Regions from separate parts of the Rattus norvegicus genome. Here region 2 is linked to region 1. The links are chromatin contacts, called in public Hi-C maps. All regions are on one chromosome and are shown on one strand. Each heading gives the region's core, a stretch centred on a gene start, on an enhancer-like site or on the middle of the called end of the contact. The rest is flanking DNA. Distances are from core to core; before and after follow the strand shown.

Region 1 (3,144 bases), core at 184-2,683:
AGGTCCTGCACCAAAAGTCTGACGTGGCAGGTGATGGAGGCTTCCTTCCTGGCAATGCTGGGGAATGGTGGAGTCTCTGGAGTCGGGCAGGGTAGGGGGCCTGTGAATACCCATGAGGCATTTGTGGAACAAAGGCAGCATCTTCCTGGGGTCCTCTGAGGAGAACATTTCCTAAGCATTATCCTGTCCCAGCTCCCGGAGGACTGAAAGAATGCCCAATGGTCTGCCTCCACCATCACTCACTCTAGACCTGGCATCGTCCCCCCGCCTCCCACAGTCCTCTGCACCCCTTCTAAAGGGACGCCCTCCACGTGGCATCTCTTTACACAGCATCTCAGAACACACTCAAACTAGAAGTTGTCATCCCTCTTTCCTGGTGGTGAAACCCACCCATTTCCCACCCTGCCTGTCAGTTCTGTCTCAGGTAATAACATTTCTCTTTTACCAAGATGGAGAGCAGGGGTGGGTGAGATGGTTCAGTGGGTCAAGGGGCTTGCTGCTAAAGCTAAAAGCTTGGCTTTGAACCCCCAGGACCTCCATAGTAGAAGAAGAGAATCACCGCTGAAAAGTTATCCTCTGACCTATACAACCATGCCATGGCACATATGCCCTCATACCTAAGTAAATAAATAAGTCAATAAAACAAATAATTAAATAGTTGTGGTTTTAAATCTTTTGAAAGAGGGAGCCTGATGTAGCAGTGCTCTCTTGTCGGAATCTCTCCAGTTGATAGCTGTGTGACTTTATATAAACTTTCTGTGCCTCAGTTTCCTCTCCTAGAGAATGGGGACAATAACACTTAGCTCATAGGAGTGCTGTGAAATTTAAAGACTTTAAAAATACGCGAAGGGTTTTAAATTTTATCCTGCTGACAGTGGGTGTTAGCTTTTGTTTTTCTTACTGAAAATGCTCAGGACAAGCCATCCCATGAGTCATTTGGTTTTTCCTCCCTCATACACTACACTCAAATCCATCAACAGTTTCCGTTTTTCAGATACGCACCCCATCTGATTCTCAACAGTTTTCGTGTGTGTGTGTGTGTGTGTGTGTGTGTGTGTGTGTGTGCGCGCGCGCGCGCGCGTATGCATGAGCACGTGGGAAGTCAGAGATAGGGGGGAGAGCTTGGGACACTGGGGTGTACCCTTAAGGAGACCCTAAGTCCCCAGCCTGCCTCATTTTCTCTTTGCCTTTCGGTGTCACGAAGGGGGAACAGACTTGCCACGAGAAGTCATGTCGTTTTGCCATGGCCTCAGAACACAGCCCCTCCCCTGAAGACCCAAACCTCTGAAACAGTTAGCAGAACGAATCTTTCCTCCGGAGACTCCCACCCAGTGCGGGACAGGATGACCGCCTCGGGACGCCAGGTGGAGTGGAGCGACAGGCCAGCTCTCCTCGCTGAGTGCCATTCTGGCCGCCAGGTGGCGCTGCAGCACGTTGGGGGGTGGCAGAGGTGCACCTGTGGCTGCCTGTGTTCTGGTGCCAGCTTGTAGCACCACCACCCCACCCCACCCCCCCGCTAAGGGAGGACTCCCTTCTTTTCTCTGCTCCCATAGATAGGCAAAGTTGGCAACATAGAATAACCCTTCTCTTCTTGAAGGCGGAAAAAGAAAAGCCAGGCGCCCTTGGCCACCCTCGCAGGAGGCAGGCATGGGTGGGTCGCTTCTGCTTAATGGGCATCCAGGACTAAAGGGCAAGGACCGCTTGGGGACTGTGTAATGTTTAACCCAGGGCTGCAAGCTTCCATGTAGTAATAGTTCTGAAGACGTCCAGCTCTACCCTGGGCTGCCAGTGCACTGGCCTAGGACATGGGAAGTAGGGAGAATTTGAAGTCCATTGGCATGATAGGTGTCACTAGCTGTACTATTGGCATTACTGCCACTGCCGTTTATTTTCTCTGGAGACAAGGGGAAGGCTTTTCAGAAAAAAAATTAGTTTATTCCTGGCATAAGAACCAGAAGAATGATAGCAACCCCCTAGGGAAAGTGCTCTGGGTTTTGGGCCACTCTTCTAAATGTGTTGTGCTCTGCAGTGTGCCCCGGGAGAAGGCCAGGATCACGGCTTGCATGCAGTTCCGGTATCTCCCACTGGGTGGCGCAGACCCCTGAGCTCTGTCCTGGGATTGCAGAACGGATCTAGGCGAGCAACCGATTAGGGTCTCATGCACATGAAGAGATGGCTGCCTTTTTTTCTCCCCTTGGATTTGAGTCTCACAGAACGGGCACAGAGACCCTGGGTTTGCCTAAGCCTCAGATGGACCAGAAGTGGGTTCAGGAGGGTGATGGCGTGAGAAGCCACAGTGGATCTGTAGTCAAAGTCAGACCTTAGGGTCATGTCTTGCAAATCCTGGGAGGGTAACAGTAAGGAAGTAGGAGACTCTCAGAGCAGGCAGGGAGGGCCAGGTCTACTGGAGAAGAGACCTATCTTTCTTCTCCCTGGGCATTCCCTCTAAGAGGTCAAATTTTCTAGCACCCTCTGGTAGTTGCTTAAGCTTGATTTCATACCTGAGAATGAGCTATTCTCCAGGTTTGGTTTTGTGCTTGTGAAAAGAGGGACAGTTGAGGTGAGGCCTGTAGGGGAGACAGGACCTAGGCATGGTAGCCTGCGGTTTCCTTTGGACTTTTCTGGAGCACAAATCTGTTGGCTTTACACAGCTTACTTCCAAAGCGCCATCTCTCCGTTCCAAAGCTTCTGGATCTCCCTACAGCATTTTTTCCCCCTGCCTGAGCCGGGGCAGTCTCCCCAACCCCCTATCCTCCCCCTCTCCCCTGCTTGGCCTCTCTGGAAAGTTGTGAGTGACCCTGTCAGAAAACAATATCTTTGTTAGCATTGAAACCTCCAACACCAGATAAATCCTGCTGTAGGGAAATTCCTCCTTCCTCCCATTTTGGAACCTGTATCCTGGGACTCCAATTCCTTTTGTTAAGTACAGTTTTGCTCTGAGCCTGAGTCTCCCCGCAGTTCTCTGAGCCTCAGTTATTCCCAGACCTCAGAACTGTCAATCACTATTTCTTTAATCAGCATACCTTTTGAGGAATTAGAATAGATTCCCCCCAACCCCTTTGGGTGCTGGTGATAGAAGCTAGGGCCTTCTACATGCTAGGTAAGCTACATTTATGCTATAGCCCCAGGCCTTGATTTCTTTTT
Region 2 (3,103 bases), core at 10-2,509, 210 kb before region 1:
TGTGAAGACCTAGTCCTTCAAGCATATGGAAAACAAGAAAGGCAAACGTGTGCATGTGAGTGCACACTTGTGTGCATGCCCATGCCCACACAGTAAAAGCTAATAGTAGTTAGATTGTGGTAAAAAGGCATTTGAAAGAGCCAGCTCTTGATGTAGTAACAAAGAAACCACCCGTCATTCTGATTTTTTTCTGCAGAATTTGGAAGCAGATGGTATCATAGGATGGTTAATTCATGGGTCATGTTCTCTTTTCCATTTTACTGCTTCTCCTACTTATATATCTAGTTATATTTTTAGGGAGGAAAAAAAGCACCCAAATCCCCAGAGTATCTGGATTTTTGAGATACCAGGAAAATTAAAAGCAAGTTACTTTACCATATACAATGTGAATAAACAAATATTTGAACATTGAAGGATAAGATTTTTCCTTCCTCCTCCCCTCACTGTCATTACCCCTCAAGCAAATGTTCAGACCAACACTCTCCTGGTAGTTTAATATCATAAAAGGAGAGACATAATGTTGCTAACTTTCTTTATAATTAGCAAACATGAAGTAAAACAAAAGACAGACACTAAAATAAGCAAGCGAACAACAGAAAAACAAACGTAAAAACAAAAAGTCAGCGGGAAATTTAAAAACAATTGTCTCTATTTGCAGAAAGATAACCTACTATATGCATGTTGCGGGATATTTGATCACACTGTGAACCCCTAGACAGTGTTTCTTATTTGGAATAAAACTGTTTCTAGTTGTGGTGTGGCTCAGCCCTTAGCACACACCTTTAATCCCAAGGGTTGGAAAAGACACACCCTTAGTATAGACCCTAAGTTCCAAACAATAAAGGTAAAGTTAGTTTGTAGAAGGAAGCTCCCCTGTTCGAAAGTGATGTCTAATTTAGTGGCAAAGTGAAGAATCAGAGAAAGCTTGGACAGAATAGGATACGCCCCTCTCAGGAGAACAGAGAGGAAAGAGGCGACATAAAAAGGAACAATGCAGAGGGAGACAGGAAGGCAGCAGCTTTGCCAGGAAAGTTTTACAGAAACAGGTTGAAGAGAGAACTGATTAGACTCAGGTAAAGACACACTGAGCCAGAGAATGAGAAGGAGCCAGAGGATTAGCACAGACTGTCAGACTTAGTTTGAGGCCAAGTAGAGCAAAAAGTCACAGGCTGAGTGAGAACCAGATTGGATCAGTCAGTGTGGAGAGGAGTTGGAGCCAGAGCAGCTGAGCTGGCCGGCCAGCCGAATTCCAGAGGAGCTAGAAAGGGAGAGCTCATTCAGCAGTGAGTCTCAGAGGCTGGAAACATTCCGGGCTCAAATAAGATGGGTGTGGAGTCTGGGGGCTTCCAGGATGAGGCCTAGGTTAGTGGACAGAGGCAGTAAACCTGGGAGACAACATTTACATCAGCAGAATAAAAGATACATTTACATATGCATGTAACAAGAACTGAATGCTATGCAAAACACTTCTTTTCTTGTGCAATTTTATTTGGTACATAAATGTAAACACAGGACACATTAATGGACTTGGATTTTAATAAACATGTTTATTGCATTGTGTTTAAAAGTAGGCTAAACGGGCTGGAGAGATGGCTCAGCAGTTAAGAGCACTGACTGCTCTTCCAGAGGTCCTGAGTTCAATTCCCAACAGCAGCCACATGGTGGCTCACAACCATCTGTAATGGGATTCAATGCCTCTTCTGGTATGGATATAAATAAAATAAAAATAAATCTTTTTTAAAAAAGTAGGCTAAACACACTTACGTCTTCAAACATTTGTCTATTTTTAATGATGTAAACTTTCAAAACTCTTCTAGCTTTCTGAAATCTAGAGTGAACTGTTTTTCTGTAGTCACCGTACTGTGTAAAAGTACACCTGAGCTTGCTCACCTCTCACTGTGACTTAACACCCATTGGCCAGCTACTCTCTTACCTGTGTAGCCTACATAAACACACACCCACTGGGAACTTTATTGAAGTCCAGGCTTTTAATTCTACTGCGATTGAGATTATTTGTATTAGAAAATGAGGCAGAAATCAAGCCGGAATAGTGTTCAGCCATATCCTGTCAGTTGACTCAACAAGGAGGATGCCCTATATGCATTAGATAAATACTTCAGATAAATACCCTCTACAATTTAACTTGTACTTAGAACCTTAAAAACTAAATACCTAAAAGTTATGAGTAGAGTAATAGTTACCTTAGGTGTGGGAGTGGGGTCGAAGGTTGGAAGGGGTGTGAGGAGAGTTAGAGAAGAGTAAGTTACCAGGTTCTGTAGCACAGCAGGGTAAACAAAGTTACATAGAACACATTGTCTATCTTTACATAGTCAAAAGAGGATTTCAAATATTTTCACATAAAGAAATGATAGTGGGTGATGAATATTCTGATTATCCTGAGGTGATCATTACTTTGTGTATCTGTTAACTAAACATAACTGTCTACCTCATGGATACATACAAGTATGTCAACCAAAAGTAAAATGTTTAAACTTGGGATTGTAATTCAGTTGGTAGATTGCTTGCCTAGCATGCACAAAACACTGAGTTCAGTCTCCAGGACCATATAAAATTGGGGGTAGAACACATGCTCAGGAGGTAGTGTAATAAAGACGACGTGACATGCTTTTAAAAAAATCCGTAATGATGGTGGTAATACTAATAAAGACGTTTTGCTGTGCATGGTGTTAATTCCTGCACTTCTGACACTGGAGAGATTGAGATAGGGTGATCACTATGGCCATGGCATCCTAGACTACTAAGTATCCTCTCATTAATTTTTAAAGCTTTTTATTGATCTCTGTGAGCCTCACATCCTGTGCTCCAATCCCACTCATCTCCCTGTCCCTTCATACACACCCTCCACTCACACATATACACATACATGTGTGTACATGTGCATGTGTGTAAAACATGTAGTCGTATATTTAATGTATGAGGCTAACTATCAAAATATAGCTAAGTGGGGTAAAAGTCGTTTCCTCCATGAAGAAAATTTGGTTAGAGGGCTGGTGAGATTGCTCATCAGGTAAAGCTGCCTGCTATCAAACCTCACTTAGTGGATTGATTCATGGGACCCACATGGAAAAAGGAAAGAACTGAC

The links. A called contact is a pair of places that touch in the nucleus more often than the background predicts.
Region 2: a contact with region 1 is called in a Hi-C map of the A7r5 cell line, with 4 times the contacts expected there. The contact joins two enhancer-like sites. A contact is called at or near these places in 9 of 12 Hi-C or Micro-C datasets (the A7r5 cell line, the Rat2 cell line, Schwann cells and 6 more) and 1 of 1 datasets of contacts at active chromatin or transcription factors (oligodendrocytes).

What each region holds. Positions count from the first base shown.
Region 1 is chr13:71,749,635-71,752,778 of GRCr8, reverse strand. No RefSeq gene overlaps it. Among named protein-coding and RNA genes, the nearest start is that of Tex35, 32 kb to the left of the region's middle. Within about 2 kb of position 1,433, at least 9 of the 93 cell types and tissues checked have an H3K27ac peak or open chromatin away from gene starts, as enhancers often do. A contact at or near this core is called in the A7r5 cell line, where this site is marked.
Region 2 is chr13:71,956,062-71,959,164 of GRCr8, reverse strand. All of the region lies in intron 3 of Rasal2 (RAS protein activator like 2), which reads left to right. Among named protein-coding and RNA genes, the nearest start is that of Rasal2, 150 kb to the left of the region's middle. Within about 2 kb of position 1,259, at least 14 of the 93 cell types and tissues checked have an H3K27ac peak or open chromatin away from gene starts, as enhancers often do. A contact at or near this core is called in the A7r5 cell line, where this site is marked.